Regions from separate parts of the Mus musculus genome. Here regions 2, 3, 4, 5, 6 and 7 are each linked to region 1. The links are chromatin contacts, called in public HiChIP or PLAC-seq and promoter capture Hi-C maps. All regions are on one chromosome and are shown on one strand. Each heading gives the region's core, a stretch centred on a gene start, on an enhancer-like site or on the middle of the called end of the contact. The rest is flanking DNA. Distances are from core to core; before and after follow the strand shown. Region 1 holds the start of Mcm6 (minichromosome maintenance complex component 6). Region 2 holds the start of Actr3 (ARP3 actin-related protein 3). Region 3 holds the start of Slc35f5 (solute carrier family 35, member F5). Region 4 holds the start of Dyrk3 (dual-specificity tyrosine-(Y)-phosphorylation regulated kinase 3). Region 5 holds the start of Mapkapk2 (MAP kinase-activated protein kinase 2). Region 6 holds the start of Fcmr (Fc fragment of IgM receptor). Region 7 holds the start of Yod1 (YOD1 deubiquitinase).

Evidence for each region. Promoter capture Hi-C pulls out the DNA fragments that hold promoters and counts their contacts. HiChIP or PLAC-seq counts read pairs in DNA pulled down with a chosen protein or histone mark. Capture Hi-C pulls out chosen DNA fragments and counts their contacts.
Region 2: an H3K27ac HiChIP or PLAC-seq map of bone marrow-derived dendritic cells shows a contact between it and region 1, with 7 times the contacts expected there. The contact joins the promoter of Actr3 here to the promoter of Mcm6 in region 1. A contact is called at or near these places in 4 of 39 promoter capture datasets (hippocampal neurons, liver and pre-B cells) and 2 of 115 datasets of contacts at active chromatin or transcription factors (astrocytes and bone marrow-derived dendritic cells).
Region 3: a promoter capture Hi-C map of liver shows a contact between it and region 1, with 6 times the contacts expected there. The contact joins the promoter of Slc35f5 here to the promoter of Mcm6 in region 1. A contact is called at or near these places in 2 of 39 promoter capture datasets (liver and pre-B cells), 1 of 484 Hi-C or Micro-C datasets (muscle stem cells) and 1 of 115 datasets of contacts at active chromatin or transcription factors (astrocytes).
Region 4: a contact with region 1 is called in an H3K27ac HiChIP or PLAC-seq map of embryonic stem cells, with 5 times the contacts expected there. The contact joins the promoter of Dyrk3 here to the promoter of Mcm6 in region 1. A contact is called at or near these places in 2 of 39 promoter capture datasets (embryonic stem cells and liver) and 3 of 115 datasets of contacts at active chromatin or transcription factors (astrocytes and embryonic stem cells).
Region 5: a contact with region 1 is called in a promoter capture Hi-C map of liver, with 3 times the contacts expected there. The contact joins the promoter of Mapkapk2 here to the promoter of Mcm6 in region 1. A contact is called at or near these places in 5 of 39 promoter capture datasets (cranial neural crest, hippocampal neurons, liver and 2 more), 1 of 115 datasets of contacts at active chromatin or transcription factors (astrocytes) and 1 of 9 other capture datasets (liver).
Region 6: a contact with region 1 is called in a promoter capture Hi-C map of pre-B cells, with 4 times the contacts expected there. The contact joins the promoter of Fcmr here to the promoter of Mcm6 in region 1.
Region 7: a promoter capture Hi-C map of adipose tissue shows a contact between it and region 1, with 4 times the contacts expected there. The contact joins the promoter of Yod1 here to the promoter of Mcm6 in region 1. A contact is called at or near these places in 6 of 39 promoter capture datasets (the 3T3-L1 cell line, cranial neural crest, hippocampal neurons and 2 more), 1 of 115 datasets of contacts at active chromatin or transcription factors (embryonic forebrain) and 2 of 9 other capture datasets (adipose tissue and liver).

What each region holds. Positions count from the first base shown.
Region 1 is chr1:128,357,547-128,361,585 of GRCm38.p6, forward strand. It overlaps Mcm6 (minichromosome maintenance complex component 6), which reads right to left and starts at 2,159. Exons shown (of 17, transcript NM_008567.2): 1 at 1,913-2,159. The coding sequence starts at 2,019.
Region 2 is chr1:125,433,521-125,437,559 of GRCm38.p6, forward strand. Actr3 (ARP3 actin-related protein 3) reads right to left here and starts at 2,207. Exons shown (of 12, transcript NM_023735.2): 1 at 1,765-2,207. The coding sequence starts at 1,808.
Region 3 is chr1:125,558,709-125,562,747 of GRCm38.p6, forward strand. Slc35f5 (solute carrier family 35, member F5) reads left to right here and starts at 2,294. Exons shown (of 16, transcript NM_028787.5): 1 at 2,294-2,576; 2 at 3,567-3,657; 3 at 3,792-3,933. The coding sequence starts at 2,537.
Region 4 is chr1:131,135,873-131,139,911 of GRCm38.p6, forward strand. It overlaps Dyrk3 (dual-specificity tyrosine-(Y)-phosphorylation regulated kinase 3), which reads right to left and starts at 2,362. Exons shown (of 3, transcript NM_145508.2): 1 at 2,208-2,362; 2 at 388-499. The coding sequence starts at 2,284.
Region 5 is chr1:131,095,867-131,099,905 of GRCm38.p6, forward strand. Mapkapk2 (MAP kinase-activated protein kinase 2) reads right to left here and starts at 1,977. Exons shown (of 10, transcript NM_008551.2): 1 at 1,423-1,977. The coding sequence starts at 1,659.
Region 6 is chr1:130,863,824-130,867,862 of GRCm38.p6, forward strand. It overlaps Fcmr (Fc fragment of IgM receptor), which reads left to right and starts at 1,954. Exons shown (of 8, transcript NM_026976.3): 1 at 1,954-2,073. The coding sequence starts at 2,037.
Region 7 is chr1:130,715,090-130,719,128 of GRCm38.p6, forward strand. It overlaps Yod1 (YOD1 deubiquitinase), which reads left to right and starts at 2,238. Exons shown (of 2, transcript NM_178691.4): 1 at 2,238-2,722; 2 at 3,627-4,039. The coding sequence starts at 2,395. It overlaps Pfkfb2 (6-phosphofructo-2-kinase/fructose-2,6-biphosphatase 2), which reads right to left and starts at 732. Exons shown (of 15, transcript NM_008825.4): 1 at 632-732.

The DNA.
Region 1 (4,039 bases), core at 909-3,408:
CTTGTCTACCATGTGTAAGGCTCTGTCTGGGTTCCTTCCCTAACATTATTAAGAAAACAAGCAAGCAGCAAAAAATAGATAGCTGAGCCACCCGTGGTGACTCATGGAAAATGAAACTAACAGAAAATTTAGACATAGCTGGGTGGCGACAGTGCACACCTTTAGCCCCAGTGCTTGGGAGGCAGAGTTAAGCACATGTCTGAGTTGAAGGGGCTACACAAAGAAACCCTGTCTCAAAATAAAAACAAACAAAAAAGAAATATTTAGACTCTTCTGCAAGCAAAAGCAAAGCTGCTCTGTGAATGGAAGTTGATTATTTTAAAAACTAAGTCCTGTTTATGCTTAGCTCCAGCTCTTAGCTACCAAGAAAAGGCCCTTGGCATCTGGAAAATAGCAGGCCTGCTGGGATCACAGGCAAAGAAGTAGCTACTGCTTGTTGCCTGAATGGTCTAAAGTAGTGGTTCTCGACCTTAACGCTGAGACCCTTTAATACAGTTCCTCATGTGTGATGACCCCAACCATAAAACCATCTCATTGCTACTTCATAACTAATTTTGCTGTTATGGACCATACTGTGCATATGGATCTGGTATGTGCCCCAAGGGATCCTGATCTACATGTTGAGAACTGCTGGTTTACACAGACTTTAATCAAAAGGAGACTTGGGTTTTGAAGGACAAGCAGCTGTACCGACTGCCAAAAACATTACAAAGGTTGGAACATAGAATTTAAATTCCAGAGGGTTATTTTTGTTTGTTTTGTTTTTCAGCACCAGACTTTCTATGTAGCCCTGAGCTCTGTCCTGGAACTCACTTTGTAGACCAGGCTGGCCTTGAACTCATAGGATCCGTCTACCGCTGGCTTGTGCCCAACACTGGCCTGCTTACAGTTTTAAGTATAGCAGAACTTCAAAAGATAGCTGTAGAGCCAAAAGGACGACTAGATCAGCAATATGTGGTAACCAGTATACGCGTGCCATGTCATTTTATTCTGCCTTAAAAGGCAAACCCTTGATTACAATAAGCTGCATGTCTAGCAAAATTAGCCACACACACTTATCGGAGGCACCTATAGTGATCCAGTTCAATGTTAGAAGTGTGGCAGGTGTCAGGAGGCTAGGAGAGTTAGAGAGGCTCTAACTATTTAGTAGGTAGAGTTGGAAGAGTTTCAAACAGGGATCATTGTACAAGTTGAATGCACCTCAAGATGCTTGTTGTACACTCCCAAAAGGTCAAAACTCTTAAGTTTTTGTTATATACTGACATAATCTTTAAAAAGAAAAAGAAAAGAATTGTTTACTATTGGAGGCGGAAGAGTAAGGAGCACACTGGTATGTGGTTGCTGCTAGGTGCTAGAAGCGGAGGGAGGGATGGGAAGGAGGCAGCTAGATGTCTAGAACAATTCTTTCATTATATAGGGCAGAACTCATTTCACTGAACAGTCATCAAGCCATAGATTCCTGTTAGAACGAGCTGGCCCAGGTTTGCTTGCATTGCAAGCTCCTGGTTCTGGGCTGTGTGCCCAACCCTACTCAAGAGGTAACGCCCCCCCCCCCCCCCCCCACCTCCCAAAAAACCAAACTCTGGCCTCACTGGGTTGCGACGTGAGTCCTGCTGGGATTCATTCCCAGCATCGCCCCAACTAGTCATGGCGGTGCACATCTGTCATTCCAGCACAAGCTAAGCGGAGGCTGGAGGATTACAAGTTCAAAATCATCTTTGGCTACACAGCGAGTTCGAAACCCTGTTTTAGAAACGTAATGAAAAAGCAGCACAGTATGACACAAGGGAGCGCTGCGGTGAAGAAAGGAGTCGAGGAGGCTTCGGATTCCCGCCGGGCCGGGGCCCATCCCTTCCGGAGCACACATGGCCCCGGTCTCCGCCCGGCCCGCGAGCCCCCGGAGGCCACTCACTCTTCCAGGAAGTCTAGGAACAGCTTCTGGCATTTCTCGGCCACCTCGTCGCGCACCTCCGGGTGCTGGCTTCCGGCGCCGGGCTCCGCGGCCGCTGCGAGGTCCATGGCGGCGCCGAGAGTACGCGCTGCTGAGGGAAGACCACCGCGGAGGAGAGTCCGCAGCTGCAGATAGCCCGGCCGCAGGTTCCACGCGTAGCTCCTTCCGCGCTGCCACTTCGCGCGCGCCTCCGGCTAGCCCCGCCCTCTCACCTCAGCCAATAACAGGGTAGGAGCTGAGCTACTTCGCGCCAAACCCGTCCAATCAATGGCGGTTCCGTACAGAGCCCCGCCCACCGCACGCACTTTTCGCGCCAAAAGCATACGCCATGAAGCTTTTGCCCATGCGCAATGTAGTCGCACCCACCCTCTGGTTGTTTTGGCTTGAGGAGCTAACCCCTCCCTCTCTCCCTTTACCCCCAGAGTTTATGTATAGACTTTTTTGGGTTTTTTTGTTTTGTTTTTGGTCACTCAGGGTTAAACCTACTGTGAATTGTGCATCTGGAGGAAGTAAGGTATGAGCAAACCAAACTACAGGAGAGAGCCCCTTAAAAGTCAGGTGGAGGACAGGAGCAAAGGCTTAGAGAGTAACTCATTCCGCAGCGGACCCAAGCTTGTTTCTTAGCAGCTACATGAGACAGTCACCACCTTTAACTCCAGCTTAGCGACTTTGATACCCTCTTCTGACTTCTAAGAACACATGTGCATACACATACACTTAAAAAGACAGAGATAGATATATTCTGACAATCTGCATACCATTTGACTTTCTTTTCTTTTTTAAACTGAGAGGGTCTCACATAGCCCAGGCTGGCCTTGAATTCTGGGTTCACGTGGTGCTGGGACTGAACCTAAAGCCTTCTGAGTGTAGAACAAGGACTACCTTGCTAGTAAATGATCCACATTGCCAGTCCCTCCTCGACTTTGATAGCTTAGTGCTGATAACTTGTTTCACCACCAGCACTTTTATCCTGGGCTTCCAGGACACAGTAAACCTGGACCAGAATAAATAAGTCACTTTTTCGAGGCTTACTGGATGTTAAAAATTTAATGCCAGGCAGAGTATATAAAATTAATACTTTTATAATCTATTAGGAAATATACTATAGAGATCTGCAATTGAAGGTGTTGAAGACTTGAAGCCTCAAATCCCTCCCTCCTTTGCCAACTCCAAATGTAGCCTTCACTGAGTGAGAATCCTGGGGCTTTCTAGAGAAACAAAACTGATAAAGACACACACACAGGATTTACTAAGTTTAGCATACAGGCTGTTGTCTGGCTAGCTCAACAGTGGCTGTCTTCCAATAAAAACGCCAAGCAGATGGTGGTTCAGCCCACAAGGCTGGATGTCTTAGCAGGTTTTCATTAAATGTTGGGAGTCCTGAAGAAACAGGTTCTAATACATTAATTGCTGCCTCAGCAGCAGGATGATAGATGGACTTGCCAGTGAGAGTGAGGACAGGCAGGCAAACGCACAAAAGGCTTCCTTCTGTGTCATTTTAGGTATGCTGTCACCAGGTGTGGCCCAGATATTGGATGGGCCTTTTTATTTTTAGAGAGAGTATTTCTTTTCTTTTTCTTTTTTTCTTTTTTTTTTTGTTTTTTTGTTTTTTTCGAGACAGGGTTTCTCTGTGTAGCCCTGGCTGTCCTCGAACTCAGAAATCTGCCTGCCTCTGCCTCCCGAGTGCTGGGATTAAAGGCGTGCGCCAGTATTTCTATGTGTAGTAATCCTGGCTTCCTGGAACCTGATTTGTAGACCAGGCTGGCCTTGAAGTCAAGAGATCCAGCTGCCCTTGCCTTCCAAAAACCACTCCGGGGCTTTTAGGGTGTGGGTCTTCTGATTACAAAAGATGCAGATTTAAGGTAAATCTTCTCACGTCACAGAATCCAACCAAGAAAACCCTTCACAAGTGTGCCCAGATGCCCAGGTTTAGTTGATAGTGTGAGTGTGTGGTGTGTGTTTTGTTACATTTTTTTTCCTTAAAAGCTCCAGACCAGCTAGCTAGTGCTACAAAGTGAGACCCTGCCTTAAATAGATAAATAAATAAATAAATAAATAAATAAATAAATAAATAAATAAATGAAAACT
Region 2 (4,039 bases), core at 957-3,456, 2.9 Mb before region 1:
AATAGCCTAGGTATAAGTTGTACCACTTTTCCTGGCCACTCCAAATGTGTTCTTAATTCAAGGTTGCCCTTTAAGAAAAAAGGTCACTTAGGGACAATTAAGTTCAAGTACCAAATACTATTCATTCAAAAATAACCAAAACTGCATTCCAAAAGAGGAAAATAGATACATAAAAAGAATAAAAAGACAAATCCTACTTAAGCAGCCATGGCATTATTTATAAGGTGATCAGTGACTATGTGGTTCTACTGACAGTGATTTCTAAAGCATGAAAGTACAACATAGCACTATCTGTCACTTCAATACAATACACTTGAAAAGTCCTATTCACTCTGGCTAATTCTAATTTTTAAAATGGCTCTAACATCCAACAACTGATCAATTAAACTACAAAAGGATAAACTTAAACACATACACAGAAACACTTCAGGGAGGTGACACTGGATTAAAAGAAAACCTAACTTTAATAAAATGTCAACTAAGAAAATACATAGAAATTCCAAGACTAGACTAGTGTTTTCCAAGAAAAAAAAAGTTTTCTGTTGTTTCCAGCTGCCTGACAAAATTACAAATAAAGGCAGAAGAGTTTTAACTAGTGTGGAGGGAAAGAAAAGGCATCGCTTAAATAACTGTGGTAGGGAGAATAAGAGGAAAAAGGTTGGCAACTATCCTCAAAACCACTGATGTATTTGGGGGATTCGAGATCAGACAGGCCTCTTCCTCCACCAAGGATTTCAACGTAGAACATAAAAAAATGTACAGTCTTCTCTCTAGGTCACTACCCAGAGCAAGTTGTAACTCTTGACAAGGTTCATTAATACAAAACCACTACTTTAAAGTCATTTTAGTCAACCACACTACTATCAGAAACAATTACTTTAAATCAAACACATTCCTTTATACCCCCTTTCAGTTTTCAAGACACAGTCACAAAACGAACGTGAACAAACGTTTAGGTTCCAGGGTGCGTCCCTTCTCTCCCCTCTGTCTCCCTCCGTGGACACACAAGAACATTTTTTTTTCTAGTTCAGACATATTGATACCTACCACTCATAATGTACTCTTTATGCAACCTGCTTAATTTTGAAAGTTCTAATAAGACGTGGTAACGTTCGAGACGAAAAACTACCTTATAAGGCTATAAAAGACGGAAAGCAGGAAGCGGCTTTGACAAAACTAAGGAAGTTGCAGCGCGCTTGCTCACCAAGGGACTTTTTTGAGGCAAGAGCTATAACCCCCGTGAGATCCTCCTCGCTGGAACTGACTTGGTTCAATGGGTAGTGGGAGATGGCTACGAATGGGTGTGGGCGGAAACCAGGCGGCGCGTGGGTCCGCTGCAAAAGCCCCCCATGCTAGCTTCCCATTTTCACAGCCTGGTTCGTCGCTCTCCCCACCCACACGCCCTAAGAGATCGAGAGTTGTCACCGCGATCTTGCAAAATCTGCAAGGAGCGCTTCTCTCTCTCTCTCTCTCTCTCTCTCTCTCTCTCTCTCTCTCTCTCTCTCTCTCTCTCTCTCTTTTCCTTGCTCCTAGGTCTGGAGGTCCTCGGTGGGTGCCCTGCTTCACAGGCAGCAAAGGGGAGAGAAGGGAAAGGACAGCCAGGTGGGCCAGACGGCCTCCTCGGAAAGGAAGGGCCTGGAAAAGATCTCTGTCCCGGGAGGCTCCCGGCACCACCCCTCGCCAGTCTGGCCGGCTCCCCCCATTCATCTCCCTCCTCCGCCCGTCCCCGGCCTCAGTCTCCCCCACCCCGAAGACCCGCCGTACCCCGTGCCACAGTCCACCACACAGGCCGGCAGCCGTCCCGCCATCTTCCTCCTCGCCCGCCGCTGCCGTCCGTTCCGTGCTGCTGAGAGGCCGGGGAGCTAGAGATGGGAGCTGGCTGACCATGCACCGGCCCGGGCCGCCCTCGGTCGGGAGGGAGGGAGGAAGGGAGGGAGCTGTGGGAAGCCCGAGCAGGAGCGAGTGAGCAGTCGGCTAGTACTTCCGCAAGCCCAGCAGGCTGGCCGGCCGGCAGGCTGGCTGTCCCCGCCCTACCCTGCCGCGGCCTCCTCCTCTACCCCTCCGCTCTCCGCCCTCCTCCTCCTCCTCCTCGCTCCCGCCCCCACCCTACAACTTCTTCCCCCTCGCACTGCCTTTCCGCGGGGAGCCAAGATGGCCGCCGCTGCCGACGCCCCGGCCAGGCCAGGCCCCAGGCCGCGATCGCTCCCACTTCCGGTTCCGGGTGGGAGGAGCGAGCACGCGCGCGCGTGCGTGCGATGTACTGTGCGGCCGCCCGGCCCCGGCTCCCTTCCGGATAGCCAGAAAGTCCACTTTGGGTTTTCAAATAGCTGGAAGCCCAGAAGCCAAGCTGAGCTTGAAGGGGGTCCAGAAGCGGCTACGCATGCGCAGTGGCGCGCAGCTGTGGGTCGCGGCTCCGCTTCCGACTTGCGAAGATTCCAGTTCGCATTTTCTGGCCGGTGGCAGCCCAGAAGTCAGGCAGTTATTTAGTTAGGAAGCTGGCTTTTGGTGGTGGTGGGTGTTGAGTGTGTTTCTTCTCTGCTAACTTGAGCCATGGGCAGGAGGCTTTCTACTGTGGGGTGAAGGGCTAATTGGAAACGTGGTCAGCGGCATGTCCCCATAATCGCTGTAGGTGAGCAGTCAGAAAAGGGATGTGTCCTGAGATTTATGTCAGTTATACTATTGCATTGTAGTTTGCAAGCTCCCCAAAATGGTGGGCCTTTGCTTTTAAGACAGGCAAGGATCCAAGACGTTAGGTTGAACAATAACAAACCCACCTTCTTCAGGGTTTGGGGATTCCTGTGTGTCTTCCAAGAAAGGCAAGTGTTGGATCAGTGACATGGCTTAGCAGGTAAAGATGCTTGCACTCACTAACCTGAGTTTGAGCCCTTGGAGATCCACATGCTGGAAGGAATGAAAAGACCCCCACAAGTTGTTCTTTGATTTTGCGCACATCCTCCCCCTCATAAGAAAATATAAAACAAAAATTAAAAAATCAAGTTTCCCAGAGGTTATGCTCTACATAGCCTGTACAAATGGCCTTTATTTGGGTTTTGGGGTGATGATAAACTTCTTTCAAGAGTAGTGAGATTATCTCCGGCCTTTAAGAAAGGCCAGTGTCCCAGAGGTTGTGTTCTACAAAATAGACTCTGTGCAGGTGGCCTCTATTCCGGTTGAAGTGACAATGAATTTCCTTCTGTGGAGTGCTGTTAACGTGATACCAACTTTTTCTAGTTGGAAAAAAAAAGAAAAAGAAAAAGAAAGAAAGATGAGAAAAAGATATGTATTTTTTTACATCACAGACTTAAAAAGTAATACTTTTAAAACTTGAATACATCAGAGTAACATAGAAAGCTTAAAGTATGTTGCTGGGTCATCTCCCAGGGGATTAGGCAAAATCAATGTGCAGTAGAACCTGAGAATTTACTTTCTCATCAGCAGGAACCTGGAAAGTTAATAGCTTTCCTTCCCAACAGGCTTGTCTTTTATTTATTCTTTAGCAATCCCATACATGTAAATGCTATATCTTGATTGAATTTACCCAGAACCTTCTCTCTGGCTCCCCTGGATATCCCAATGTATTCCTCCTCCTCCTCCTCCTCCTCCTCCTCCTCCTCCTCCTCCTCCTCCTCCTCCTCCTTTTCTCCTCTTCCTCTTCTTCCTCTTCTTCCTCCTCCCTTCCTGTCCCCTCTGATTTTCATTTATTTTTTGGTAATCTCCTGAATCCAGTCAGTTTGGTTGAAATGCTGACTGATCTTGGCTAGATCTTCAGGAAACTATAACTGCAAAATCTGTGTCATGTCCAGAAGACAGCATCTTCTATGCACCCCCATCCCCTCCTCCATGATGCTCCCCGAGCTTTGTGGAGTGGTGAGGGTCTGCATAGATGGACCATCTAAGGCTGATGGTCAGTAGTCACCTACCCTCAGCATGATATGTGTAGAAATATCAGTGTTTACAAGGTAATATTACAACAGGTCTATTGAGTAGGGCAACAGGTTTCCCTATACAGCCTGTGACGGCCTAAACCATGGGAGGTTTG
Region 3 (4,039 bases), core at 1,044-3,543, 2.8 Mb before region 1:
AGGTAGACCTTGAAATTAAAGCACTGGGATTAAAGGCATATGCCATCATGTATGGCCTTGACTCTTGATCTTGACTGATTCACTATATCAGATGTTAAAAGACGGAAAAGCTTGTGCTGGAATAATATGGTGTATGGGTATAACCAAATACCTACTATGTAGTACAGTAACTTCAAGTACTTGCTACACTGTGGCTATGTACTCTGAATGATAAGTTTTTTCCCTTTCCTTTTAAAGACGGCGCACTTTCTTGGGAGTTGATGGAGCCAGCCAATACTTAGAAAGAGGATGGATCAGATTTTAAACAGGTAAAAACAGATAGAATGTTAGAGTTTTACTGCTGTGAACAGACACCGTGACCAAGGCAACAATATAAAGACAACATTTAATTGGGGCTGGCTTACAGGTTCAGAGGTTCAGTCCATTATCATCAAGGCAGGAGCATGACAGCATCCAGGCAGGCATGGTGCAGGAGGAGCTGAGAATTCTACCTCTTCATCTGAAGACTGCTAAGAGAATACTGACTTCCAGGAAGCTAGGGAGAGTGTTTTAAAGCCCACCCCCACAGTGACACACCTACTCCAAGGCCACATCTCCAAATAGTGCCACTCCCTGGGCCAAACTTATTCAAACCACTACAGTATGCTTAATCATTTGTTCTTAACTGAATGACCAAGCAAGTTGTGTTTGTTTGTGTGCAGGAGTGTACAGACAGAGGCCAGAGACCATTAGGTATCCTGCTCTGTCACTCTCCTTACTCCTTACTGAACCGGAAGTGTCTGGCAAGTAGCAAGACAGATCCTTCCATCTCTGCCTCTCATCGTGCTGGGGTTGCAAATGTGCACATGACCAAGCCCAGCTTTTTACATGGGCGCTAGGGATCTAAACTCAGGACCTCATGCTTGCACAGCAAGGACTTTTGTCCACTAAGTTATCTCTCCTGTTCCAGCAGTGGGTTTCTCAGTGACTAGAAGTGTTTGATGCCAGGAGTTTTTTAGAATCCGACCAGATCACAAAATGTCCATCTTAATTTTAGTCATAAGACTTTGTAGACAAAGTTAAAAGAGAAGGATGAAACACAGTGACTACATGAGAAAAAAATATTTCCTTGCCTCATTTGATAAAAATGCTAACAATGCAATTGTGGCTACAGAAGCCTTAAGTCTCGTGTTAATCTAAATATAAATCAGGATCCTGGCCAATTTTTCAATTTTATGGGAGCTTCAATACCCATAAAACAAAAACCCATGGTTAGCATCTGTGGAGGTCTTATGTGTCACAGGCTGAACTGATTTGTTTGAGAATGTATGTATACTGGGTGTAAACATACAGCCGAGGCACTCACATGGTTTTATGGCTTTGTTTTTGTTTTTTTCTTCCCATAAAAAAAGTGAGGGCCAGGGAGATGAATAACCTGGTCTACAACTTCTAACTGCAAGAATGAAGCTCTAGTTTACGGACAAAAACGATCTAGGAATCCAACGGGGCGCCAAGCTACACTGCCTGATTTTAGAAAGGGCTACTGGAAAATGCTTGCTTAAACACTGGAAGAAATGGTGCAGTCAGCTTTCGCTTCAGGGCGGGGCAGTGGGGAAGTCTGGCAGCCTTGCCAGGGCTGGGTTCTCCCTCTTCTAGACATCCCCGCCCTCTCCGCTCTGTTCTCTTCCCTTCTCTGTTCCTTCGCGCCACTGTCACGACTCCAAGCCACAAGCCTGTTCAAGGCTGGCGTCCACACTACGGCAACAAGAACCAGGAAACGTGCCCTCCCCCGGTCCGAAGTCGCGTCCGGCGTGACGTAACCTGCGCGCCCGCAGTCTTTGGGCTAGGGGGCGGGGCCGCTGAAGCTGACTGGACAGGGGCGGGGACTGCCGGGCTGTCTGGGGGGCGGGGCTCTGGGCAGACCACCCAGGCCTAGGGTATGGATTGTCAACTGGGGGAGGAGGCAGAATGGACGCCGGGTGGACGAACTGAGAGCTGAGCTTGACCGGTTGACTCACTGAGTGATGGGGAGGATGTCACCTAGTTGGTGGACAAGCTGGGGGCCTAGAGTCTCCAGGATGGGGTCCAGGGTACCCGGAGCGGTTCCTGTCTACCGGGATGCGCTGCCAGGTTCGCTACCCAGGGGCGGAGCTTGACTGGGATCTCGCCTAGCTAATTGCTCAAAGGGCAGCTCTAGGTGGTCAATAGGTCGGGGGTGGAGTCTGACTGGCTGACGGGCAGGAGGCGGGGCCTGCCGGTTGGCCAGCCGTGGGATGGGCTTGTTTGGCCAGCAGTGGGCGTGGCCTGGCTGGCTGACCGGCCGGGGGCGGGGCCTGGGCCGCGGCCGCAATCCGGGCCTCCAGGACTCTCGCTGCCAGCGCCGTCCGGTGGCCTGGGTCACTCCCCTCCGTCGGGGCCGAGTGCTGTGACAGCCGCGGCCTTGAGCCGAGGGGCAGCGCAGCTTCTTAAGTTGGGCTTGCTGTGGGGCACGATGCTGGGGTCTGTGCGTGCGGTGTGAGGCGGCGGCTCTGGGCGGCGGGCCGAGCCGGGGCCGCTCATGGTGCCGCCACGACTCCATCGAGGGGCAGGAAGGCCAGGTAGGCGGTGGGCCGGCGTCCGCGGCCAGGGAGGACGGGTCAGAGTTCTCACGCCCCTCACGAGGCAAGAGGCTGGGTTTTCCTCATGTCTTTCCCTCGCCAAGGGGCGGCTTCCCTGTGCCAGCTGTTTTCTGTCGTGACTGGGCGGGTGGGGAGCGAGGATGATCCTGGTTCTCACGTGAGGGGAGTGGACCCTCGCACATCACTTCCTGTCAGCGAGCTGAATCCCCTGGAGATGGGGGGGTAAGGACACGCGTGTCTAGACTGCCAGGGGCGGATGTCCTGAAGGGAGAATCTAGAGAGTTCTGTTTATGAGACTTCGAGGATCCGTTTACAGCACTCTTCAATGTGCCATATGTGGAATCTTCTTCTCTCTCTCTCGTTTTTTTTACCCGCCTGGTACCCAGGACCTCTTTGAGTATAACCTTTTATTTTTGGGGGGCTGGGAGGTGTCAGGTCGGGGACAGGTCTTAGGTATCCGAGACTGGTCTCAAAAATCACTTTGTAGCCAAGGGTAACCTTGAACTTCTGTCTTCTGCCTTACAGGCATGCACCAGCACACCAGGCTTATGGCCTGGTTCCGCACTCTACTAGCTGAGCGACACCGCTAGCATGGGATTTCTTGTTTGTATTTGTTTTGCTGTTGTTATTATTTTGTGACACAGTCTCATATGGCCCATGCTGGCCTTGAACTCAGTATGTATTCTGACTGACTTTGATCTTCTGATTCTCTGGTTTCCCCTCCCCCCACACCCCACACTTTCCAAGTGCTAGGATTATAGACACGTGCCACTGTGCCCAGTTTGGGAAGTGTTTGGGATGCAACCCAAGAACTCATGCATGCTAGGCAAGCATTGCACTACTAAGCTACATGTCCCCAGGGTGGCTTCTGTTGCATACATTTTGATAGTCCTTGAAGGTGAAGAGTGGAAAAGATGTGATTTTACACTTGAACTTTCCCTAAGCGTTATTTCTGTGGTGCTGTTTTAGGTGGGCTGAGTTCTTTACCTCCATTTGGACTGGGCTCTGCCCGCTTTGCAGGCATTGCATTTGAGGATCTCAGAGAAGCCCTTGCAACAAGGTAAATTCTCATGTTATCAGTAAAAAGCAGAGACTACTAGCAAATGTCTCTTGTTTCCTTGGGCTGGATTTCTAATTTTTATGTGGTTCTTCTCAAAGAGGCTCTAATGAGATCTCTGTTTTCTAAACTAACAGACTGCAAATGGTTTATGTGTTTATCATGAACCGTGTGAATTCCCAGAGCAGTGGTTTCAGTCAGCGCAGGCGAATGGCCCTGGGGATAGTGATTCTCCTGCTGGTTGATGTGATATGGGTGGCATCCTCAGAACTCACCTCGGTATGTATTTCTCCACCAATGATGTTGCACTGTGATAGAATTAACATGGACCTAGAGGATTTTGCTAATGATGTAGGATAACATATAGTGTCAAGCTATAGTATTT
Region 4 (4,039 bases), core at 1,112-3,611, 2.8 Mb after region 1:
ACTGTTCCAAAAAAAGCCGACCTCAAACCACAGAAACTGTTTTCCCCAAGTCAGGAGAAATCAAAAGCAAACCAAGCATGGTAATATGAGTATGGTAATATACCCATTTAATCCCAGTACTCTGGAGACAGAGGCAGGTACACCTCTGACTTTGAATCCAGCCTGGTCTACACAGAGTTCCAGGTCAGCCAGGACTACACACACTAAGCAACTCTGTGTCAAAACAATAATCTTTCAAAAAGCAAAAGAACCACACACACTCCCCAACCAAAAACCTCAAAACAAAAGCAGCCAACCCACAAATAACAAATGGAACTCCCGCGTTGCCAAGAGCATTAAGGAGCACTTCCTCTTCCCCCAAGCAACTTTCTTTCCTTTCCTACTTACATTTAGCCTTCTGGAGACAGGTGCTTCAGAGGGGTTGCTGAATGTGTCCGAATAGGGTGGGCCCTTGGTTTCATCTATCATCATGAAAGTATCATAGACACCATCCCCCAACCTAGGAGAAACGGTTACAGATAAAACCGGTCAGTAACTAAACAAAATGAGCTTGCATTTTCAAAACACCCCAGGATTTAAGCGCTTCTTACCCTTTCTGACACTGCACAAAAACAAGCCGGGCAGTCGGCAGTGGGAGAGAAGGACTCTAACCTTTCTCTTCCCTGTAATTTTTTTTTTGTTTTTTTGAGACAGGGTTTCTTACATAGTCCTGGCTGTTCTGGAACTTGCTGTGTAGAGCAGACTGGCCTCGAACGCAAACTGATCCACCTGCCTCCACCTCTGCACCAACACATCTGTTTCCTTTTTCTTTGTAAAGAATGGAAAAAAAAAATCTCTGGATTCAATTTTACATTAGTTACAACAGACTGGTGTGGTGACACACTCCTTTAATCCCTCTCTCAGGAGGCAGAGGCAGGTGGATCTCTGCTGAGTTTGAGGCCAGCTTGGTCTACAGAGTGACTTCCAGGACAGCCAAAGCTACATAATAAAGAGACCCTGTCTCTAACTAACAAATAATAAGTAATCGAATGCTGTTCAAAAAATGAGGGACTACCAATTAACTTGAACTGAATAAGAAACCTAAAAGCAGAAAGAAATAAACATAACATAGAGGTTTGTTTTAGAATGCAAGTCTAACACCTCTATTCTAGTTTCAGCCCCTGGCTGTGCTACCTTCCCCCTCTGAACAGCCTCACAGGTAAATGGGAAGAAAAGGACGTCTACACTCTCAGACTACAAGAAGAGAAGACTAGCAGAACAGCTGTCTTCTCTTCATTATTTTATGCACCCATTTACAGCTAAGCTAACTAGTGAAAAAAGGCAGCCAACAGGAACCCACCCGATGCTTTGCTTTAAGTTACACGATGTACCAAATCTCTCTTCTGTTCCCACTTCATTTCCTGGCATATGGAGATATTTAAAATGCTAAAGGACTACAGAATGGTTCTGTCTTTACACTGTGGGTCCTCCACAGTGAAGGCACACAAACAATGGGCAGGATTTACTAAAGCCACAAGATGGCCTTGAATAATGCATTTTATCTGCTCCCAAGACTACGGATTTGCGGGTCACTCTGGTCACCGGTTCATGTTACCATCTCAGATTATATACTACTAACACAACCATGACTAGGTAACATTTTTCATTGTCTTTAAAAAAAATATCTTTTCAGTCACTTTTGAGATCTGTCTTATTAAAAAAAAATACTTATAGAGTTTAACACAAGTGTTAAAGGAATAAAGGAGGGCTTTAAAAACATCCCACAAGAAATTAAAATATCTTCTAAAAAATATATTGAGGTTCAGACAATGTTTTGATAACAGGCAATTTTCTAGACAGGTCCGGCCTCTGCCATACTGCACGATGAAACACACCAGCACCGCATCTGCAGAGTAACAGCCAGACGCGAACGAGCGGATTGGGTTCCTTTAGCCAGGGCCCGATGCGGAGGGGGAAAGGGACCCCCCCCCAAAAGCGGCACATGGGGAACAAGGTCCCGGGTCTCTGCTGCTCCACCCCAGGGCCAGGGCGGGCTGGGCAGACTCTCGGAGCAACAGGGCGCAGGTCTTGCGCGCAGGTCCCAGACCCAGCTCTCCGGAGGCCGCGCCGTCCCGCCCGCCCTCCCCCGCCCTTCCCGCTCACCGCGCTGATGGACAGGCAGCCCAGACCCGCAAGGAGTCCTCCCGCTCCTACCCGGGCGCCGTTACCTCCGCTGCTGCGGCGGGAGCCCGGCCCCCGGCAGCGCCGCGTCCTTCCTCCCGCGATCGCGGGCTGCGCCTCCCATCGCGAGCTCGCCCCGCGGACACAGAGGCGGCGGTTGGCCCGGTGGGTCGCCTCCAGCACCGCACCTGCTGGCTTCGCTACAAGACGAGGCTGGGCACTGGGCTCGCGCGGTCCGCAGGGAGACCACGCGGGAGCGGCCGCGTCGCTTAGCAACCGCGCACGCCCTGCCGCGCCTGCGCAACGCCGCCTTGGAGGGAGCGGGGAGGAGGCGGAGCGAGGGGCGTGCTGTTCCTGGGTGGTGTGCTCGCAGTTCTTTTTGCAAAAGAGGAAACTGGCTTGGAACCTACGCTTCTTCGTATTCACCTAGCCGTGAAACCAAACATGGGAGTATCAGCAGCACAGCCTGCCTGCTCAGCAGACCGCTTGGAGAGCTCTGCGCATCTTTAATATGTGAAAGCGTACCTCACTCTTTCTGAGAAGTACCGTCCATGTTAAGTCTATTTCGACAGTTAAAATGGAAGTGAAAAGAAAGGCTGTTAAGCCACAGAAGTGGCGGTTGTGTTGAGCTTGGTGCCCATCAGATTTCCTAAGGCTGCAAAACTCCTCTGCAAGAGCGGATTTGATTCCCAACACGGTCGTGGCAGTTCACAACCATCCATAACTCTAGTCCCGGGGTGTTTAATGCCCTCTTCTGACATCTGAGAGTAGCAGGCACGTATGTGGTGCACAGGCATAAACTCATACACATAGGATGAGCCCATTGGATCTATGAGAACAAAACAAAACAAAAACCAAAGGTTCTTCCACGCATCGGTGGCGCACGCCACCTGGTGCACACTGGAAATTATTTCATAGAGCATAATTCCACGAATCTTCAAATGTCCAACCGAGGCTCCTTTTGGGGTTCGTAAAAGTCACAGTCCCTGTTCTCAGAAGATCCACACTCTATTTGCAGCTAAGAATCTGTCCATTTGGGACACTTTATTTTCATCTGTTCAGTGTTGACTTAGCCTGTGATATAAGTAAAAATGTTTTCTTCAATGATGATCTTTTAGAAGTTTTCTGTCTCTCTTTCATCCACAACCAGTGCAATCTTACTTTCCTAGGGTTTTTGTTTTTAAATTGGGCTCTTTGACTCTTGTTTGTAGACAGAGTTCCATGGCAACAAAGGCACCTCCCCCGCTCCAAGATTACAAAATTCTACTAACTGATCCTGCTCTCAGGACTTCTAAGAGGTGAACACCCCAGACTACTACCGGAAGGGTTGGTTGGGACTTGCCTGGACATGTTTAATTACCTCATTTCGAATCACTGCAAGTCTTCCCTTCTGTCTTTAAGGCGCATCTTCTAGAGCCAAGCTAAAGCCTTCCTGTTCTACTTGCCTCCAGCGGGTTAGGGGAGTAGATACAGAGGCTGCCTTTGTCTTTAGTAGGTTATTTCCCTAGTAAGGGAGGGAGAACTCCTTGAGGGTGCTGGACCTCCTGAGTATCTGACCTTGGTGACCTAAGTACTTTTCAGTATTTCTTCAAAGAACCCCTGTTTTGTAACAACGACCACACCCTCATTAAGCAATTGCCCTGTACCCTCCGGCTCTTGAAAAGACTCATTTAAGTGTACTTCAACAGATATTGAAATACAAAGAAAATACGATTTCTCTGTATAAAGTGTTCCATATGCTTACATATGTGCAACCTATGGAAATCTATGCAAAATATATTTGATAAATGTTACATTAAAGTAAGTAAAAAAAGGTGGGGGAACATGCTGGTGGAAGGACAAAGTTTTGAGGAAGTGAGGAGTAGGAGGGAGGGACTTT
Region 5 (4,039 bases), core at 727-3,226, 2.7 Mb after region 1:
TTCAAAGGAGAAAAGTACACGAACTTCTGTCAACTATACCAGCAATCTGAATTGACAGCCAAGAGCACTTCAGAGGACCGTGTGTGTATTCAAACAGAATAGGAAGGGGTGAAGCGGGGGGTTTTGTTGCGAAGTCTTTATACTGTGTTCCAACTATGCAGGAGAGTGAACAGCTAGTAGCCCCAGTCTGCTGGTGGGTAAAGGCAGATGGCATCGCAGAGGAGAGAGGAATCTTTCCGGGAAAGAACATCTGTACTTCCTCAACAATACAGTTAACTGTGGTCAAACTGTTCCCTTGCCTCCAGTCCCCAAGGTCAGAGCCACCGTTCAACCCAACCAACTCCTTTCCTCGCTTAGCTAACTCCCCAAGAGCTTATAGTTTGTTTGCTTGTTTTTTAAATGTGATGCAGAAGATGAAAACAGCAAAACATCATAAAAACTAAACTTATTTTCCCCCTACAAAGTACCAGGTTTCGGTCCCGTTGACCGTGTATGACAACGGCCTCACGCATAACTCAATCTATCTGTACTCTAGAATAGCTGAAACAAAGCAAGTTGTGTGGGCTGAAGGGGAAGAGCAAAATATAACACAGGAAGTACTTTGCTCCTCCAATCATTGAGACACCCCAGGAGAAAGAAACCTGACAAGTGACCTTTAGAGATATGGTGTAACCTGAAACCCTTGAGAGAAGAAAACTTTGCAGTGACCCTGAATGACAGCCTTCCCTGCTTCACTTGGACCTTTTGAAATCCCCATTCTCCACTACCACCGACAGAAGCAGAGACGGGTAGACCCACAGAGATTAAGAGTGGGTTTCCCAAATGCAGGAATAGTATTTCCTGCCTTTGAGTCTCCGGCTACCAGGGACCAGTGTACCAGCACTAGGCCAAGCCTGGCTTACAGACAAGGTTTCCTACGGTGGAGGGAGCAATGGAAACAGCCCGGCGCAAGCCTAAGGGGCAGCGCAGGCCAGGCGCTGGCGGTTCCAGACGATCGCGGGGCACGGAGGCGGGGTCCCCAGTCTCCAGTGCCGCGCCGCTCCGCGCCGACGCGCCCCACCGCTGCGCGCCGACCTCGCGAGGCCGAGGAGAGCGAAGTCACATTCCGGCTCCCAAATAAGGAGTAGGGTTAAGGAAACCTCAGAGAGCGAACTTCTCCAAACCGACCGACCAACCAGCTCAATGAGTAAAGGGCCTTTTGTGCCCGCAGAAAGGAAGGAGGGAGGGAGGACGAGGCCACCGTGTCCTCGGCGCCGGGTAAAGCGAGCAGAGGCCGTCCGGGTCCCAAGAGTGGCCACCAGGCTGGATCCCACTCACACCCCAACATGGCAGTCCCCGTGAGTCCTCTCGGGTGCCGGCCACTCGCGGGGTGACCGGAAGCTGCACCGGATCTCAGCGCGATCCCGGGCGGCCCAGACTTACCTTTAGGGCGAATTTTTGCTGGGTTCTCTTGTCGAAGATCCGCAGCACCTTCCCGTTGATGCCCAGGCCAAGCACTTGGCTGGTGACCTTGTAGTCGTCGGTGATGGCGTTCTTTCGGATCTGCAGGCCCGACTTGACGTGGAACTGGGGGAACGGCGGCGGCGGCTGGGCCGGGGCTGGCGGTGGAGGGCTGGGGAAAGGCGCCGGCGGAGTCTGGCCCGGAGAGCCCGACAGCATGGTGCCCGGCGACTCGCGCGCAGAGGCAGGGGCCGCGGCCGCCCCCTCCTCCGGCTCGGGCCCGGGTCCCCGCCACGCCCCGCCCGGCGGCGAAGTTTGCTCCGGGCTGGAGCCGGCTGCCCCGCCCCGGCCCGGCTCCAGGCTCGGCTGGTCGCGGGGCCCCGTGGGTCCCGCTGTGCGCCGCGGGCGCCCACCAGCCCTGCTCCCTCCCCCCGGAGACGTGCGCTCCGGGGAACGCGGGACGGCAGGGCCCGGCCGGAGGAATCGCCGCGCCGAGAAGTACCAGCCCGGGGGCGGCGGCCGCGTCACAGGCTGCTCGGCGTCCTGGGCTAGTCCTTAAAGGGGAGGATCGAGGGTGGGGCTTGACTGGGAGGCGTGGACATGGGGGAGGGGTGGGCCTTAAAGGGGAGGAAGTCCAGTGGCGGGAGAGCTTAGGGACTGCGAGCAAGCGGGCTTGTGGAGGGCATCGAGACATCCTAGTTCTTAACCCGGGCCGGGCAGAGGGGAAAGGGAGGAGGGCAAAAGAAAAGCTGCTGGATAGTTCAAACAAAACCCTCACTCCTCCAGCTGCTTGGATCTAGAAGACAGGTCATCGGAGAATTGGAGGAGATGTATTTTGAAAGAAACGGATAATTGATAAGAATCTTTCTACGTGGACTCTGTGGGTGGGGGGTGAGGGGTACCCGAGCAGAGCGAGAATCCGGGGGCCAGGACTGGGGGAATAAGAGAGACTATTCATCCTAGGATCAGGTGTCAGGCAATAGTAACAATTTCCTTAACATACTTGTGAGTTTTACTTTTTTTTTCTCTCATGGACTTACTGGTTTTCACTGAGAAGAATGTACTACTGTGATACCACGAACAATTTAATTATTATGAATTCGAACATATTTTTATATAAACCCAAAATGACCCAAGATGGAATGGGGCACTCTAGCCACCTGTTATCCCGGCTATATGCAGGAGACTGAAGCAGGAGGATAACAAGTCACAGGGCCAGCCTGAACAACAAAGACAGACTCTGTCTTAAAATACCCACAAACTTCATGTCTCTCTGGGAGGTACACTTATACATTTGTGTTCTTAATTCATTGCGATTATAGAGCAAGGGGAAGGGCTGGGAAATGGTTCTAGAGTTGGGGAAATGGTCCCTGCGGCCATAGCCAATAAGTAGTCCTGAAGCAACCTAGTTCTAGTACAAATCTCTGGGCCTAACTGGCCTGTAGCACTGCTGAGATCCACAAGGGTTTGACTGTTACAGCAGTTAAGAAATGAGACAAAGGAACAAGATAGATACAAAGCTCTGGTTTACTTACTAATACAGACAAATTAAAGATGAGACCTGACCCATGGTCACACAAAGTCTTTAATATGTCCCAACAAAACTCTGGAGACGAGACAGTGCCCTGAGAAAAGGGCGTTGGAGACATAGCCCAGGATGGCAAGACTCATTTGCTGTTCCCTGTTTAGATTTCCGGAAGATACTTGTTCCAAGGAAGACAGAGATGAACAGGTGGAGGACTGTAGGCCCCCTCTTGAGATCCAACTCACTATGGATCAAGGAGACAAGCGCTTTTTCAGTGCTCAATACTTCTCGCTCATCCCTGTGGTGATAATTCTAACTGGGGGGGGGGGGGGGGGGAGGGGGATAGATGCAGTAGTTGGGTTAGCAGTGTGGCAGATACAGACCTGGGAATAGAAGGCACATTGGCTCTCCTCAGTCTGCAGCTGGGTAGATTCCTTCCACACTGAAGACAAAGCTACACAACGCCCTGTTTCAAAGGCACTGCTTGAGGCTGTGGAGATGCAGGGACAGAGAAAGGAAGGAATCTGGGGATGAGGAGGTGGAAGGTCTCATTGGCTCCTGTGGAAAGAGGTTCCCACCCTGACTGCCTCAGTTCTGTATTGCCCCCATGTACCCACAGAAGGTCTTTGGGACCTCTTGTTGGCATTTAGCCATCACCTCTTTCTTTCCAGAGGCTGGAAAGAGAATGAGCTATTCAGAGGCAGCAAGGCACCATGCAAAACTACAAACTAGAAATGAACAGAATCCGATTGTCCTAAGAAGGTGTGAGAGGGGCTAGAGAGATGGCTCAGCAGTTAAGAGTACTGACTGCTCTTCCAGAGGTCCTGAGTTCAATTCCCAGCAATCACATGGTGGCTCACAACCATCTGTAATGAGATCTGACACTCTCTTCCGGTGTGTATGAAGACAGCTACAGTGTACTTACATATAACAATAAATAAATCAATATGAAGAGGGGGGAAGGAGGGAGGAGGAGGAGAAGCAAGAGGAGGAGGAGGAGAAGGAGAAGAAGGTGTGAGAGGTATACAAACCTTAGAAATAAAAATTTTCAATTCCCTGAGCAGCATACTGGGC
Region 6 (4,039 bases), core at 704-3,203, 2.5 Mb after region 1:
AGTTCCTGAACATCATAGACATACATAATACATATCTGTAATAATTATATATACACAATATACACTCACAGCCACATCATATACTCACATGTCACAAAGCACATCATATATCATAGAACACATGTCACATGTCTACACACCACACAGCACCCATTTACATAAAGCATGCTGCACATTTGTACAGGCCACTGATCTCCCACATTAGCAATATGCTGACATCCACACTCTCTCATACCCACTGTAATACTTAGCATATTCACTCATAAACTCCCTCTCTCCTGTCCTTCATCTAGCCTACCCCAGGACTTCAAGGCAATCCTAACCATTTAACCAGCTAATGGAGAGCCCAGCTAGCTGTTGGATGGGTGTGGACCACTGCAAAGAGCTCTCTCCATGGAGAACTGTAAGGCACTGATCCTAGCTGAAACTGCCCTCAGTCGGCTACTCTAACCAGGAGGCAGAGACTGCCCTCTGTCCACTTGGCCTGTTTGTTGGCTGGAGGACATCTCATGCCCATTGCTCTGAGCTAGTAGAGACCTGGAGAGAGAAGGGCAGGGCTGGGCAGAGCAGGGAAGGCAGCCTGCACCCACACATTTCCTCTTTCCTCTTCCTCTGCACCTGCTCTGGGCTCGCACTCAACCTCCAGGGCTGAGGACATCATTGTGTTCTGTTTTGGAGAGCATGTGACCAATCTGGTGTGTAGGCGTGAGGAAGGAGTGGTGTGCAGGCAGCCAGCCACCAATGAGCCTAAAATAGTGTGGACAAAAGTGACTAGGAAGCCTAGACTAGGGGTACCATTGGCGAATGAAACCCCCGACCCAAGGAAAACCTGGGAATCCTCTGATAAGTTACAGCTTTGCACACCTGAAAGACCATTAAAGCCAAATAGCCCATGGTAAAGGGCTTTTATAGCATTTCTACATCAGTGATCTCTGCTGTGCACCAGACAAGACAGTGACCATACCCAAGTGACCAATGAGAACACAGGCTCAGCGAAGCTTGCCCAAGGCGAACAAAGTCAAGCCTGGACAAACCATTTTGTCTGAAGCCTGAAACTGTTTTCCTTATTCTCAGCTTCTCTACTCTCCATCAGTGAGCCTCACTCACCCTCGCCACTGGGTGTCTTGAAAAATGGCTCGACCAGACTGCCAACCCTAAGGGCAGAGTTTGCTATGTGACTTGTCACACCTGACTCTTAGCATTGTCTTCTGCTTATTAGACAGTGGCTTGTGCCTCTGCCAGAGGGAAGCGCCTTTCAGATACCACTGTAAGAGAATGAGGCCTAAAGATTAACTGAGGCCCTGAGCAAGCTGTGCCTAAGACCTCAGGAATGATAGTGTGCATATTGGAGTACCAGAGGCTATGTGTCTCACCTCCATCTGTTTTCTAGATAAATGTAGTTCAGACAAAAGCAGTAGACTGCACAAAATCCATGGCTAATATCACTATAAATAGTAGGTGTTCACAAGTACTCATGGGAGGAGTTACAGAGTGAGTTCCAAGACAGCCAGGGCTACACAGAGAAACCCTGTCTTGAAATACCAAAACAAACAAACAAACAAAAACAAAAAAACAAACAAAAACAAAACAAAAAAAAAACCCAGGTGACTTTCAAAGCCTAGCTTTGGTCCACAAAGGCTTTGTTGTTGGGAGAGATGAGTTGGTGATGAGCTTTGTTGTCCTGAGGATGGAGAAACAACAAATGCCTCTAGCTCAGAAGTCAGTCGGCACCTATGAATCCTGGGAGGTCCCTTTGAGAAGAGGGGGCAAGGCCTGGCAGCTGCTCAGGCTGAGAGCTTGGACCTGCTCACTCATTTTTATGCAGTACGTGTTTTCTCAATTCTTGATTTCCGCTATGGTTCGCTGGTGTTTTCTTTTTTAGACAAAGACTAGCTAGCAAACAAAACAGATTATCATTTCCTCATTTTAAGTCCTTGCCACTCAAAGAGGTCCAGCATAGCTTTCAAGCACCCAGTTGTAGAAGGCTCCCAGGTGATCGGTGTGTGTCAGCCTCACTCCAGGGCCTCCAGGGAACCATGGACTTTTGGCTTTGGTTACTTTACTTCCTGCCAGGTGAGTGCTCTGAGGAAACACTTCAGACTTAACTACCAGGTTTGAATTAGCCAGAGGTAATCAGTTGACAGCCATCTCTGACCCTGATGCATCTGGAGAGTTGCAGTTGCAGCCGGGGCACAGAGAACAAGGGTGGAGACCTGTGAAGTGGATGCTGGCCACTCCCCACTCCTTCAGTATGCTTCCAGACTTCCACCCTAGACAGCTGTTAGATTTCTAAGGGTTGAACGTGTCACATATCTTAAAGACTCACTTTTTGGGGATCTTAAAATGTATGTCTCCAAGGTTTGTTCTTCTTGTATGTATTTCTCCTCTAGATCTTTCTTCTTCACTCTGAAATTGGAAACTTTCAAATGAAGTCTCCCTAAACTATTCCCTTAAGCTTCTTATCTCAGCTTACAGCCACCTACCCAGCAATCCGCTTGAATGACCACCAAGATCTGGAATACATGCGCCTAATGCCTTGCCTAATATACTTCCCTGGTTGCCATACAAGCCAGCTATTCCATTTGTGTTAAGCGTCTCTAAGATTATAACGTCATTCCATGGCTCCCACTATCTACTAACTAAAACACACTCTCCTCCCTTAGAATCTGAGCTTATCATGCTCCCACGGACCTTCTTCCAGAGAAATAGACCTCTTCTTGGTACAAATGCTACAAATTCCCCCTCCTGCACCCTCCCTCAGGCTGTCCCCGCTTACCATCCCTGTTACTGTCATTACTCCCAGTTTACCATTATTACCTGGCTCTTTGCAGGTCATGGCAAACCTACCTATCTCTCACAGTCATTATTCCCAAGCACCTTCTGAACCCCAGCCACAGCCATGTCCTATTTCGGCTCAGTGTGCTCAGCTTATTTAGTTTGTCAGGAATGCCTGCTTTGTGATAATTAAGCTTTGCTGAGGATTTGACTGGATTGAGAAATGCTGAGGTACTAGTCAAGCTTACTTCTGGATGTAATTGCAAGGTCCTTTCCAGAAAGAATTCAGCAAGGGGAGAAGACCCCCTTGCCTGCGGATTTTACTATCCCGTGGGCCGAGGTCACGAACAGAATAAAAAAAGAAGAAAGAGAAAGGCTGCAGAGGACTGAGTTCACCTTCCTCCCATTTGTTGATCGACCTACCAGCCCACCCTGAGATATAATCAGGCAGCTTCATACTTCTGCTACCATAGCTTCCATGCCACGATGGTCTAGAGCAGTTCTCAGCCTTCCTAAAGCAGTGGCCCTTTAATACAGCTCCTCACGTTGTAGTGACCCCCAGTCATAGAATTATTTTCACCGCTACTGCATAGCTGCAGTGTTGCTAGTGATATAAATTGTAATGGAAACATCTGTGTTCTCTGATAGCCTTAGGTGACCCCTGTACTCTAAAGGGGTCATTACCCATAAGCTGAGAACCGATGGTCTCAAAACTGTGAGCACAAATACACCTCCCCCGCCCCCCACTGAACTTTCTTCTCGTCATGTATTTTGTTGCAATAATGAGAGAAAAGTGACGAATAGAGTAAATTGATAACTAGAAGTGAGGTTACTGTTGTGAAAAATCTGACCTTGTGGTTAATAGGCCTTCAGGACTAATTTTCAGGAGGAATTCTGAGATGTGTGGGTGATCTAGAGAAGGTCGAGGATGTTATAAGAAGAGGTTAATTGGATCATGCTGGTGAAAGCACAAAGGACCAGAACAAAATAAATAAATCAGTAAATAAATAGATAAATAAATACTGCTCACAGGAGAACAAGATTCTATCAGAAATTAGGGCAGGAGTCATTTGTTGTTCAAGGTATTAAAGAATCAGGCTGTGTTCTGATGGTGTCCTAAAGTTGTTTGACAGAGGAAATGTAAATGTGGCATAACATTCAAGCCATGGCGTGGTTACTGCTCACAGCGCTTACCCAGATTTACAGTGAGAGAGAACACAAGTGTGTGGGAAATGGGCTTCTTGGCAAAGAAAGGATCTCGAAC
Region 7 (4,039 bases), core at 988-3,487, 2.4 Mb after region 1:
GAGAGGGAGAGAGGGAAGGAGAGAGAGAGGGAAGGAGAAAAAGGAGAGGGGAAGAGGGAAGGAGAGGGAGGGGAAGAGGGGGACAGGGAGAGAAGGGAGAGAATGAGAATGAATTTGGAAACTGGTGAGAGGGACGGACGGGGTGAAAGCACACTCTAGGAAGGAAGAACTGTAGTGGAGCTGTGATAGCCCTAGCATGTTACATTCTCTGACGTTCTCCACCCTCCCTGCCCTTTCCTATCCATACCCTAGGGCGCAGCGGAAGTAAATGACTTATGGAATGTTACCTGCAAAATAAGCCTTGCGTCCTGATATCAACTAGGGTGAGAGGGACTGGGACTCACTACTCAAACCCCGATGCCAAGGAGCTCAAGACAAAAGATTCTATTTAAAAAAAGGAAAAAAAGAAAAGAAAAGAAAAAAGAAAACCCGTGCACGGCTCCTGGCCTGACAGAGCCAATTCTCCAGTCCTCACTCCGCAGCTGCGGCTCAGTGTCCCTGAAGGGCTGCACGCCCAGGAGCGTCACCCGGAGCTACACTTCCCGAAAGCACGAAGCACTGTCGCTCTGCACCATCCCCGCGCCCGCGCAGCACCCCAGCCCCGCGTCCAGACTGCTCAATTACCGCTCACCCTATGACCTGTCCTATTCGTCCTCCCTGCTGTAGACCCAGTGTCGCCACCGGAGCACCGGGTACCAAAGCTGGCAGACAGACTGAAGTAGTCCGGGCTCCGGGGGTTGGGGCGAGTCACGTGGGGCGCTTGGCCCCGCCCACGCTGGCGTCAGCCCTCACCTGGAGGCACGCTGGACCAATGAAGCACCTGCAGGGCAGGGGGCGGGCTCCTGGGGTCTGGGAGGACCTGTGACAGCCTAAGGCTGTCAGCTCGCAAAGCAGCCGGCCCAGGGGAGCTTGGTGGCATTGTTGCCTGGAAACAAATGGAGCTGGAGGCGGGGTGAATTAAAAGCCTTCCCTTCCCCCCCCCCCTTCCCTTATTCTCGCGAGACCTGTTTGGCTGACATCTTGCGTGGGAGTGACTGGTGAAAAGTGAGGCTTAACGCCTTCGTTCCTGAATCTCCAGCTAGACTAGGTTCTGGGAGGTTGAGGTCGGCTTGTAAAGATGCCTTGCTGGCTACCAGAAGGCAAGAGCTAACTAACTACAACTTCTGGTCAGCATCCTTGGAGCCTATGGATCCGGGAGCCTCCCATTCACCAGACAGGTGACTCCAAAGCATGTTCCTTGATTTCCCCCTCCATCCCTGGACCCAGGCTACATTATCTGTGGTCATCTGGAAGAGCCAAGGAGGAGGAGAAGTGCACCCGCTCCTGGTGTGAGGGTACAGAGGGACAGATTCGCTGTAACTGATTCACAGTAGAGGCTGTTGCAGTGGGGTTTATATCTCCCAGAACTACTTTTCAAAGTCACTCCCCCTGCACACCATTGGTACCTGACAATGCTTGACAGTCCAGAGTGGGGAGGGGGACTTGTTTGCTGCTTTGGCTAAACGGTGGGGGAGGGACCCTAGAACTGTTTTCACTCCTTCCTTCTTGACCCGAGAGTCAAGTCATCTTCCACACAATCCAAATATGCGTTTCACACCCCCGCGGCGAGTTCCAGCGTGCTACGAACTGTCATTATTCGGCGTTTACTGCACACCTTTAGAACTATGGTCAAGGCAGTCTCGGGCTCCCGGGCTACAGAGTTGGAAACTGGCTAGCTATCTGGTCAGGTCTCCTCTCTGCCCGTCTGTCTTCTGTCTCTCGGCCACCGCGAGGACTGCGTTGCCATGATGAAGTGTCTTCCTACTGGGATACGAGGAATCGGACTGGAATCCTGATGACCAAGAGTGAGTCCTCTTGAGCCCTGCCACCAACCGCGGGAGTGAGGCGATCGCCCCAGGCACGGCTGCTGACCTCATACAGTCTTTCTGAGGTGGCAGATGGACGCTTTCAAGTTCGTCTCACGGGACTCCCCGCTCGTCCCGTCCACTTGGCCTCAATGAATCAGTTCGGCGCAGCCACGAACCCCGCCAGCGGCGTGACTGTTTGGTGGGTCCTTCTGACCTCTCTTGGCATTTGTTTACCTTCCCGACGATGAGTCGGCTCTGCCTGGTGTTTGGGAGGCTGCTTTCATCATTGGCGACCTCCCTGCAAGGTGACATTCTGCTCTGCTAGACTCGGGAACTCCTTCCCCGCCCTCCTCCCTGGAGCATAAATGCTGCCGACGCGAAGCTCGCCTCACCGGAGCGCTCGGGAGAGCCGGCCGACCCCCAACCCTCACCCGCGGCCGCCCTTGCCACTTTAAGAGCCCGCGCCGTTTTTGGAAGGACCGAGGCCGAGTCCCCCCCACCCCCCACCGAGGTGTCGCGAGAAGCGCCCCAGCGGCCACCTCTCGCGATGTTTGGAGGCGCCAAAGGCGGCCATTTTGGGGTCCCCCCCGCTGGTTACTCCGGCGCTGTCCCCCAGTCTGAGGCTGGGACCAAGGCTGGCCCCGCAGGAGGCCGGCCGGCCGACACTATGTGGCGGGTCCGCTGCAAGGCCAAGGGTGGCACCCACCTTTTGCAGGGTCTTTCCAGCCGGACCCGCTTACGGGAGCTGCAGGGCCAAATCGCCGCTATCACCGGCATCGCTCCCGGCAGTCAGCGAATCCTCGTTGGCTACCCGCCCGAGTGCCTGGATCTCAGCGACCGGGACATCACTCTTGGGGACCTGCCCATCCAGTCAGGTACGGGCACCGGCCGGGGCCGGGGAAGTCTTGGAGGACGTGGAGGGGAGAAGAGTGAAGCTAGTAAGGCAGAGTGCCGATGTGACAGCTAGGGGCTTCGAGGACCAGAACTCCGGGAAGGCCGGGGCAGGTGTCAAGTCCTTTACTTGTGATTTAGAGACAAGGCTGGAGTCTTGAAGTCCCCTGTTCCCCAAGCCTGCTTCCAGGTCATTTGTTTCCTCTGCTTTCCCAAAGGACAGCAGGACCCTTGTTCCCTGACGGGATGGTTCTTTTTCCCTATCCCGATCAGCAGGTCAGCGGTTGAGATACCAATTTTTCGTTTTCCCTGTGTGTTAATTTCTTTTTATCTTGTGTCTCATATATATATATATATATATATATATATATATATATATATATATATATATATATATACATACATACATACATACATACACACACACACACACACACACACACACTTGGACGTTGTGTTTATTGCTGTAGAATTAACCAACAGCAGTTACTTGTTCCCAGGTTTAGAACTTGAACGTCAGTGTTGACCATTCAAAGCTTTTTCCATTTTGTGGCAAGGCCCCTCGAATCGAGCTGTCAGATGGTATAGGCATGCGAAGTGCAAAGAACACCCCAGTGACCTACCTAGTCTGTGGAGAACATCTGAAAGATTTGGTTTTTAAGTTGAAATGCAGCGCGGAGCATTTTGTTCTGTTTGCCTCTTTCTGAAGACACTGAACTAAACACAAACAAACTTAGAGAGTTACTGGCCTCTTGTTTACAAAGTTGTGTTCTCCTTGGTAACCCGCTTTATACTTTTAACTCCTTTGCTTTCTAATTTTCTGAGTTGGCTAATAAACACCCAATCTATAATTTCTCTGCAGTTCTGGATTTGTTTTATTTTTGACAGGTGACATGCTGATTGTTGAAGAAGACCAAACCAGACCAAAAGCTTCACCTGCGTTTTCAAAATATGGTGCTCCTAGTTATGTCAGGGAAGCTCTGCCTGTGCTTACCAGAACCGCAGTCCCAGCAGACAACTCTTGCCTCTTTACCAGTGTGTACTATGTCGTGGAAGGAGGAGTCTTGAATCCAGCTTGTGCCCCTGAGATGAGACGCCTCATAGCACAAATTGTAGCAAGTGATCCAGTCTTGTATAGTGAGGCGATACTGGGAAAGACAAACGAAGACTACTGTGATTGGATCAGAAGGGATGATACGTGGGGGGGGGCAATCGAGATCTCAATCCTGTCTAAGTTTTACCAATGTGAAATATGTGTAGTAGATACACAGACAGTCAGAATTGATCGTTTTGGGGAAGAT